2 separate regions of the Hordeum vulgare genome follow, and region 1 is linked to region 2. Evidence: chromatin contacts called from public Hi-C data. All regions are on one chromosome and are shown on one strand. Each heading gives the region's core, a stretch centred on a gene start, on an enhancer-like site or on the middle of the called end of the contact. The rest is flanking DNA. Distances are from core to core; before and after follow the strand shown.

The links. Hi-C and Micro-C count contacts between places; a contact is called where the count stands out from the background.
Region 1: a Hi-C map of seedling shows a contact between it and region 2, with 3 times the contacts expected there. The contact joins two enhancer-like sites. A contact is called at or near these places in 3 of 6 Hi-C or Micro-C datasets (leaf and seedling).

The regions. Positions count from the first base shown.
Region 1 is chr3H:566,965,065-566,970,534 of MorexV3_pseudomolecules_assembly, forward strand. No RefSeq gene overlaps it. Among protein-coding and RNA genes, the nearest start is that of LOC123445149, 53 kb to the right of the region's middle. Within about 2 kb of position 2,612, at least 2 of the 3 cell types and tissues checked have open chromatin away from gene starts, as enhancers often do. A contact at or near this core is called in seedling, where this site is marked.
Region 2 is chr3H:566,763,056-566,768,566 of MorexV3_pseudomolecules_assembly, forward strand. No RefSeq gene overlaps it. Among protein-coding and RNA genes, the nearest start is that of LOC123445147, 110 kb to the right of the region's middle. Within about 2 kb of position 2,901, at least 3 of the 3 cell types and tissues checked have open chromatin away from gene starts, as enhancers often do. A contact at or near this core is called in seedling, where this site is marked.

The sequences.
Region 1 (5,470 bases), core at 1,362-3,861, 200 kb after region 2:
GAGGCCCTTAATAATCTTCACCTGCACTTTGAGCCATTTTTGCATGGTGTCCTTCGGAGTCTTGGAGGAGCTATACGCTATATTCTTTCCTTTCACATAAATAATATTAAATATAGTAATATGTATTCCCTCCGTAAAGAATGAGAGCATTCAAATCACTAAAGTAGTGACCTAAACATCGGAAGTACCTTTCTATACATGTGACCAGGAAAATGTAATAAAATAGAAAAAAAATCTAAATTTTTTATGTGACATACTTCCACAAATGTTTGTTGTGCATGTAAAAATTCATCATGAAATCACATTGGTGTAAGTCATGCCCAAAAAAAAAAATCAGAGCTCAAAAATGTTTTTGTAAGTAACATTTTCAGAGCATCGATGTTGTTTTGTTTTTACCACGCCTTTCACCAATGTGATTTTGCGATGAAATTTTGCATGCACAACAAACATTTATGAAAGTATACCACAAAAAAAATTCAAAAAAGTTTTACTGTTCACACTAGAAGCATTCGCTCTTTGGTGTAGAAACTCCATGTCCCCAAAACGTTCTTATATTTCTTTGCAAAGGGAGTATTAAACACTTGAGGGGGCAATGCACGAGGCGATGCCACGGGCGATGCATGAGACGATCGGGCACCGAACCCAGCCTTTCCCGGAGTTCGTGGTGGTGATCCTCCCGTCGAAGGAAGGTTTTGGGCGCTCGCGGATATCGACGATGATGAGGAGGACGACAAGGACGTCCACATCAACGGTTCGCCGGAAATGGCATGGCTTGGAACACGCCATCTGATGCGCTTTGCTAGTCTCTTGTGGTCGGCTATTCGAAGGAAATCGTCGCTGATCTAGTCTATTCTCGTTGACGATCCGGCAAGGAACAGGTTGCAGCCAGAAGATAGAGTGGAGGTGTTGCGGCGGGTCGTCCACCATTGCATGGCACTGAGGGATGTCCGGCCATGGAGGGGGCGCTACCTAAGGTAAGTCTATTTTCTCTCATGTTGCAAGATTTCATCATACCCACAACTTGGATTGTCGTTGCTCGATGACACAAGAAGGGGCGGCCGGCAGCGATGAAGATGTTGAGGCCTGCAGCCGATTCGATCCGCTCGATTGAGGAGAAGCGGGGGATCCCCTATGTCTCGCCTTCAGGGAGACAGGAGGAACCTCTCGCTGAAGGGGGGACCTAGATGGGTCAGCCCACCAGCACGAAAGGCCAGCCGCCTTTTTCCGTTCCTTTATGTTTTCTTTTTCATTTTTTACTTATATTAGTTTTTTATACTTTAAAATGTAATAAATACATATATTATAAAAACAGTATAATGAAACTTTTGAAAGATAGTGAAGAAGTATTTGAAAACTATTGAATAGGTATTTGAAAAATATTGAAGAAGTATTTTAAAAAATGTTAATTATGTATATAAAAAATTTAATCAAGCATTTGAAAAAATGTTGAACGGGAGTTAAAAAATGTTGAACAAGTAATTTAAAAATATTGGACAAGTATTTGAATAATGTGGAACAAGTATTTCAAAAAAATGTTGATCATGTATATAAAAATGTTGAACACGTATTTTCAATAATATAGAATAAGTATTTAAAATGTTGAATAAGTATTAAAAATGTCGAGTAATTATTAAAAATGTCGAGTAATTATTAAAAATGTTGAACAAGTATTTAGAAAAGTTGAATAAGTACTAAAAAATCTTGAATGAGAATATGAATTTTTTTAAACATGTTAAAATAAAGAACAAGTATTTAAAAATGTTGAACATGTATTAAAAATGTTGAACACGTATTTACAAAGGTTGAACATGTATATTAAAATTGATAAATAAGTATTAAAATGTTGAACAAGTATTTAAAAATGTTGAATACACGAAATTATTTTTTACTAAAACCAAAATAAAATGTTCAACATTTTTAAACACTTCTTCCACATTTTTTTTAAATGCTTGATAAAAAAGGAAAAAACAAATTGTTCCACATTTTATAAACACTTGTCCAAAAAATCCGTTGTTGTTAATTTTTTTCCTTGCCCGGTGAATTGTCCGTAAATACGTGAACTTTTGGTTTTAAATCGATAAGTTTTTTTCTAACCGATGAACTCTTTAAAAAATCCATGAATGTTTTTCGAATTTTGAAGGACATTTTTCAAATAAAATGAACCTTTTTTAATTTCGATGATTTTTTTTTCAAAATTGATGTACCTTTTTCAAATCTATGAACTTTGTCAAACAGATGAACCATTTTCAAATTAATGAACTTTTTTTAAATAGATGAACTTTTTTCAAAATTGATGAACCTTTTCTGAAAATCTACAAAACGTTTTTAAAGATATACAGTTTTTTTAAATGGATGAAACTTTTTTTTAAGCTTTAGACCTTTTTTGCTTTCACATTTTTATTTCATAAGGAATTGAAAAACTGGACGGTATTTTTTCAACGGAATCAATAGAAAAATAGAAAAACAAACTGGGCTGCTAGCGAGCGACCGGTTCAGCGAAGCTAGCGACTGAACTAACGCCGAGCAAGCCAGCGTGGTCGTGGGTCGGCTTTGCGAGCGCTAGGTTGTTTACAGGCGCATGCAGTGCTGACTAAGATAGGGATCTCCTATGCGCTGTTCGTCGCGGCGAACTGCGAATGGACCTTGCGGCGAACTGCCGAATGGACGCACAGGACGGTCACCCGACTGGGTCGGTCCAGTTTTTTTTTTACGGAATGTCCAGTTTTTATTTTGTTTTAAGGAAATCTGATATATATTTTTTTCTGTTCTGTTTATTTTCTTTTTTTGTTCATTTTTTATTTCCTTTTTTAGAATTTGAAGAAAAACATTTTTTAAATTTGAAGAACTTTTTTTAAAATATAATTTTTTAAATTTATTAGTAATGTTTGAAAATTGATTTTTTTTTTGAGTTTCAAAGAAAACAATAAATAAAGAAAAAAACTGTTCAAGGAACCTTCTAGAAGTTTACCAAACCCATAAAAAATGGCTAGAAACATCTGAAAGGTTTCCAAAACCAGCCAAACCGCTTGGAGATATTTCGCGTGAAGGGGTCGGTCAAGTTAGAACTATCGCTCGATCTCCCATGTGCGGAGCCTCGACTACTTGGCGCAAAATGCGGCAAATAGGAGATTCCCCCAAAATAGATGCCGTGGAGGAGCGGCGGGTTCGTTTGAAAGAGGTCCTATGTTGGGACATGTCGAAGTCTCACAAATCCATAACAGGCGAGATGGGTTGTGGCAAAGCCCGTGCTCGAGCACAGTGCATGTACGTAAACAAGCGAGTCGCTGGAGGGCTGCAGGCGAGCGATTGCCATACGAGCATGGATACTAGGGTTTGACCGCGTCAGGTAGAGCTGCGAGGCGGCACTTCTGGTCACCTCGAGGCGGTACACGAGGAGTACTATCCAAACAATGACTGGTAATCTCAAGAAGAGACAGTTATGAAAATGCCAATGATATAGAGATGTGAAACCTATATAAATGAAGATCCGACGAAACTTCAATGTCTAAAACATCATAGAAGATGCACATGAACTCCTTTTTCGATGAATTCGAGCTTATCATGAAGATGACCATAAGCTCAAGAACCAACATAGAGAAAAGCCAACCAAGAACCAAGAAAGATGATGATGCCAAGAATGCGATGATTTGAGCTCTCAACGAATGATACGATCAAGCTACTCACTTGAGAGCCCCCCTGGATATTACATCAACCTATCCTATAACTCGGTCAACAAACTAACACACCGAGATCGGTAAAATATAAAACCTATCAAGGACAAACCTTTGCCTTTTACATAGCCCACTTGAGCTAAATGATGATGATGTTGTCCTTCTCAAGATGGACCACCTTTCTTGATTGTGTCGGCTCAATGAAGACTACTAGATTGCTTCCTCATACTCCACTATGGGTGAGCCATTCTTCAGCACATCTTCACAAGTCCATTGCCACCACAATGGACGGCAAGCTTTAAGCATGATCTCTTCATGATGCTCCACTTGAACTTGCACACCGCAATCTTTCACGGGTTGAATGAGATCTTCCTCCTGACACAAGCCTATGGAAACACACCTAACACCACACAGAGCTCTCACGAGGACCATGTGTTAGTACATAGTGTAATGGACAATTCTTATCATACCATGGGATCACTTGATCCCTCTCGATACATGTTGTATGCTTTGTGTGTTGATCAACTTGATTCACTCTTTGACTTAGTCTTGATCAACCTTGTGTCTTATCTTATCTCTTTATAAAGATGATGTCTTGAAGGTAAACATGAATGTCCACACAATCTTCGTCTTCAAGACATGCTTGCAATAAGCTCAACTCTCACATGACCCAGCCTTGGATAAAACCTTGAATACCACCTTGGTCACCATAAAAACTCCTTGAAATTAGCAGATGGACTTCAAGAAGTGCCTATGGACAAAATCTTCGAATATAACTCAAGGTAACCATTAGTCCATAGGGATTGTCATCAATTACCAAAACCACACACGGAGAAATATGCTCTAACACATGTATCTAGTTGTGTGGATTTTTATTCGTGGAATCGAGGGACACTTTATCTGACACCTAGGTTATCTATGTTAATGCTCTCTTAATCATCCAAATCATCTAGTCGCCTAAAAAACACAACCAATGTAGAACATGTTATTGCCTCTATCTATCTTAGCTAGGTGACTAGATCCACTTTCTACACCATATAAACACTGATACCTAGATGATTATTTCGGCAAAAATCGGGTAGGCAACATGGAGATGTAGGTAACTTTTTTGTTATCATTTTGAACGATGTAGGCAAGCATTTCATATCTAGAAGCACTATAGACTACAACTCATATATAGTTTCGGGGGCCAACTTTTCTCAGTTTTTCTTACTACTAGATGACCAATGCAATATTTTTTATTTCTAAAAACACTATATACGCAAATGATACGTATCCCTCTGGGCAACTTCTATTCAGTTTATACTACTAGATAACCAAAGTAGGCAACCTTTTCATATCCATAGGCATCATTTTTTTACGCATTTGCTGTTGAGACAAGTAGGCAAAACCCATCACATGAAATGGTTGTTGCCTAACACTAGTGCCAAATTTTAATTTCATTTTCTTTACATGTTTTCTTGCCTAACAATAATGACAATTTTGCCTACTACCAATAGTCTATTTTTAACTGCTCCCACCCTCTACCAACAGTTGCATGGCTCAACTAACCTAATACAATAATTTGCCCTCACGCTTATCCACACACACGGTCGTCTAAACCCCAATATATAGTCGCCCACCAGTCCTTATAATATCCCTCCACTATAGCCTGTGTATGCAAATCCAATACAAGTTCGAAAGATTCAATTTGCATACATAGGCGAAAGATTCAATTTGCATACACAGGCTATAGAGGGAGGGAGATCATGCAAAAAAAACTTGTGAGACAAGAACTACCTAGAGTTGGGGTCCTTTTT
Region 2 (5,511 bases), core at 1,651-4,150:
AGAAAAAAAAACTATGATTTGCATGTGCTCATCCCTAACCTAAATCACAAACACAGATAACGAAAGCCAATGCACCGTAATTTTACATTTCATATGTGTGTGTGTATGTATGTACGTACGTATGTGTATATATATATACATAGGTCAAATTTTTATCTATTTATTTTTAGTTTTTCAAAATACATACATAGCATTTAAATTTATGAATTCATATTATATTTAATTATGATTTTTATAAAAATACAAAACTTTTTCAAAAAAGTGCAATTTTTTTATAAATCACAAACTTTCCTAAATTCACAAACATTTATGCAATTCATGAAAGTTTTAGAATTCAAGAACATTTATGAAATTCATGATTTTTCCAAAAAAACATTGAAATTCATATTTTTCTAAAAGAAATGATTTCCATGACAAATAAATCTATAAGATAACTAGATTACGTTTTGTTTTCTGGAACCATTTTTTAAAACTAAGTAGCATGCTAGTGAACAAGATAAACGGCGGTTCATATTTGGCACTTCACGCACTTGTTACAGTGTATTTTACAAACAAGCGACTGAAGCGCCCCCGTGGTGGGTCGACCCAGCTAGCTTTTATCTTCTATGTCTAAGCCCGTAAAAAAGCTACACGAGTAAATGTGTTTGGTGGGATTCGAACCAGCGCCGCAGGGGTTCAATGTAACATGCGACAACAATGTAGATCTTCTTCCCTTTCTTGTTCTTAATTTTCTTTTGCTTTTTTGCTTTTTTTTCTTTCCTTTGCTCTTGTTTCTTTACTCTTTTCTTTTTCTTTTTTCTTCTAATTTGATAGAAAAATTTCACCTGATTTTTTATGAACATTTTTGAAATTTGAAGAGTTTTTTAAAAATATATTAACTATTTTCTAATTTGGTGAACTTTTATCAAAATCAAAAAACTTTATTTTGAATATTCAATTAACATGTTTCTAATTCGATGAACATTTTATAAAATGTGTAAACTATTTTTCAAATTTGATAAAATATTTTTCCTATACAAAATGATTTAAAAAATTCCATGAAGTTTTTTCCCAAATTAGTGAACTTTTTTCGAACTCAATAAAGTTTTTCTGAGAACTATGGTTTTTTTTCAAATTCATGAACTTTTTTTTTAAGTTTGTGGATATTTTTTACATTCACGAATTTTTTAAATTTTTATTTGAATTGTTCTTTTTTTTGTTTTTTTTAAAGTCGACGGTTGACCTGACCGGTCAAAATGAAGCATGTGCGTAGGGAGGTGTTTGTTGGTGGTTGATTCGCTTATGTGCCTCGTGATGGGCCGCACCATACCAGGAGCTCTTCACGCGCCACAAAAAGCAAATGGCGCAAAAAAATTAGTGTCGACGTAGCGGTCTCCCGAGCAAGAGGCTTCGGAGCTATTGGCACCATCTGGTCTTTCAAGGAGCTTCCGCAAGGAGCTTCCGCAGTGTTCTTCAAGGAGCTTTCAAGGAGCTTCCGCAGTGTTCTTCAGAAATATGACGACCCAAAAGTCCTAGAGACCCTAGCTATCATGGAGGCAATGGCAGTTGCGAAAGGTTTGTACATCCACAAAGTTTATGTTGCCTCTAACCGCAAGGTTGCGGTGGCTGCAACGAAAGAAGGAATATAGACGTTGTATGGAGCGGTAGTGCGGGAAATGATAGCTTTTTCTAGTAAGTTTTAGTCATGCATTATCCGATAAGAGTTTATATCCTCGAATTTTGAGACTCACAACCTTGCAAACACTTGCTCGATCGGCTGTCATGTATGGTTAGGCCACCCGGGTGATCTTTTGTTCGCCCATGTAAATGTTGTGCCAATTCAATAAAGCTTTTGTGACATGCCTAACAAAGAAAACATCCGGCGCTAAAAGCTTTAGTTAGGAGAAAACACTATTTGACGCATGCGAGGGTCCAATCAAAGGGCTAAAGTTTAAAATGATGGACATCGGACCGGCCTACTCGATGGCTTTGTCACAGTTTCCGTTGGCCTAGCTCTAGTAATGTTGAGTTTTTTCTGTTTTTCTGTTTTTTTATTTCACCTCTTTCTCTTTTCTCCTTTTATTTCTCCATTTTTATTTCAGTTCATCATTTTATTTTACTTTGCTAGAAATGCACATTCAATATTCTCTAAACAGTATGAGAATTTTTATTTCATTTCTAAATCTATTTTATACAACAATATTTTTTGAGGGCATGTTAATAGATTATATACAGTGAATATTTTGTGCAAAACACACTGTACTAATTTGAAACAAAATAAACAATCCTTAAAGACACATTGACCATTTTTTAATATACATTGGACATTTTTCAAATATACGAAGAACTTTTTAAATGCAGGTTGATTTGTTTTAGGATGCAGTGAACGTTTATTAATTGTATTAAGGTTTTCATATTTTGTTATTGTAAAATGTTCACACACTTCACACCTGTAAATCAACAAAACAAAAAAAAGAAAGGAAAAATTGGTAAAACCGAAGCCAAAGTACAGTGTTCGTTCTGGATAAAAGCCTGTTCGCTCAGGATACAAAATAGCTCAGGAAGAATCACCAGTCCTTCGTCCCATTGCTATCTCTACGCACAGTCTCAACTAGTGGCGAAACTAGCAGCGAGGTATGTTTTGGGATGAGCTAGCTTGAAGATAACATCTTAAAAATTTCAGTACTCTGTAAAAAGGAATTACAAGGGATCTACATGATGCCAGTCCTAAAGTTGGAATCAATAAAGCCCTAAAAACCACCGCATGACAACCTCTGTGCTAAAGTTGGAATCTATAGGTGGAATCAATGAAGCGCTCATAGGAGGTGCTAAAGTTGCACCTCTGTGCGGAGTATGCATAGGGACCTCCTATGTGCCGCTCTTTGCGGCGAAGGGACGATGATCCACACAGAAGATCGTTTATCTGGGCCGGCCCATTTGTCTGACGTGCAGTAAAAAATTGACAAAACAATCGGTATACACGCACGTGTTGCTAGCCAGTCCGCCCAGATGACTTCTGTTGAAGATTAATCTGAAAAAAATAAAGAATCGATATGTAAGAATTTTTCTGAAACTACGAGCAACATTATGAAAACACATCTTGAAAATGATAACATTTTTTGAAAATTCGTGAACATTTTTTTAAAATGAGAACATGAACATTTTTTAAATTGCAAAGAAATTAACATATAATGAAGTATCTGAACTTTTTTTGAAACTTTAAACAAATTCTGGAAACAATAATATTATTTGAAATGTGAACAAATTTCTGAAACGTGAAAATTTACATATTTGTGATCAAAATATTTAATACTCGAACATTTTGTGAAAACATGAACAGTTTTGGGAATAACAAAACATTTAAAAAAGGAACAAAATGATAACATTTGTTGAAACCTGAAATAAATTATAAAGTTATGAACATTTTTTGAACTGTGAACACATTTGGAAACCGCCATTATTTTTCGAATTTTGAACAAATTTTGAAACATGAACAAATTTGAAATTCGTCAACCAAATTATAATATTATGAAAAAAATTCGAACTACGATCAAATTTTGAAACCATGAATAGTTTTTGAATTGTAAACAAATTTTGAAACATGACCAAATTTCAAATTCATGAACAAAATTATAAAATTGTGAACAAATTTTGATACACCAAAAATTTTGGAATTGCGAAGAAATTTCAAATTCATGAACAAATTATAAAATTAGGAACAGTTTTTGAATTGTGAATCAAATTTTGAAAGCGTAAACATTTATCGATCGTGAAAAAAAATTGAAACATGAAAAAAAATCAAATTCATGAACAAAATTTTAAAATTCTGAACAATTTATGATTTATGAACAAATTCTGAAACTGTGAACTTTTTTAAATTGTGAATTTGTTTTGAAATATGAACATATTTCAAATTACTGAACAAAATTATAAAATTATGAACACTTTTCCTATTGTTAACAAATTTGGAAACAGCGAACATTTTTTGAATTGTGAACAAATTTTGAAACATGAACAAATTTGAAATTTAAAACATTTTTATAAAAGCAAGAATATTTTCTTAATTTCAACAAAAAATTTCAAATATGAACTTAGATTTTGAAAAAATTACCTTAGAAAAAAAAACAAAAGAAACAAAAAACCGGAAAACTAAAAAATAAAGAAAAAACAGAAAAAATGTTAACATATTAAAAACCTAGTGTTTGCTTCCGTTGTTTCTTCCAAATTGCATTATTTATTTCTTTTCATTTGTATGTATATTTACAAATATCCAAATACTAGAATTTCCATAATTTAATTTCAAATGATAGCATAGTGTATACAAATTGTTAACTTATTAAAATACTTTTATAGCATTAAAAAGTATATTAATGATAATTGAAATTTCTAACACATATTGTGAATTTTTAAGACATATTCAAAAATGCTCAAAAACCACTATTAGGAGAGAGTTGGCAATCATGCACTAAACAAATCTTGAACAAGTGTACAACAAATCCCAGTTTATAGGAAAAATGAACAATATGTACGAAAAAACGTCGACATTAATATTTTCAAAAATAAATGAGTTAAGTATTTTATAAAATGTATACACAAAAAAGGACGGATCACAACATATGTTTTCACAAAAATATGAGTCAGGTATTTCAAAAAATGTTTAACGTGTAAAAATATATTATTTATTTACAAAAGATGTAGGATGCGTATTGAAAAAAATAAAAAGTTATCAAATTATAAAAACGTAAAAATTAAAAAAGAAAACAAAGGAAAAAAACAGGACACAAAATAAATAAATATGAAAAAGCCTTTTGGAGGGAGGCCGGTTTTTGAAAAATCCAAAATTCATATTTTTACAATTCATAAAAATCTGAAAAAATACAGATATACATGAAGGCATAACACGCATGTGTGTAAATTTTAGGAAGAAATGCGTTGAAATGACTATTGTGCAAAAAAAACAAATCTAAGGCTTTTTAACACATAATACTATTCATCCTCAAACTCGAGAAATCCATCCTCAAATATAAAGGGCTCCATGAAGCTCGGTCACCTATAACCCTTAACGGTCAAAGGCCTTTGACAGGACCGAAGATGTACGGAAGGGCATTTCTATAACCGCACTTAACGAAAGAGGGAAAAATTTGAGCACACTTCGGAATTAGGGGAAAATGTGAGTAGGTGGTTCGAGCTAGGGGCTGAAATGTAAATGACCCATCAATTTAGTTCGCCATACGAAATCAATAGATCGGAGATAATTGTGAAACTATCACAACCATGCATATAAGAATTTAGAGAAAACTCAAATAGTATTCATGAATAATCTGAACATAAATCCACAATTCATCGGATCCCAACACAGGCACCGCACAAGAGTGATTACACAAGATAGATCACCGCAGGAATCGCGGTGATCATGGCAACGAAGAACATAGAGAGAGAGAAAGAGAGGGTTGGAGAGAGAAGAGAGAGAGAGAGAGAGAGAGAGAGAGAGAGAGAGAGAGAAAGATAGCCATCTAGGTAAACAACGGACCC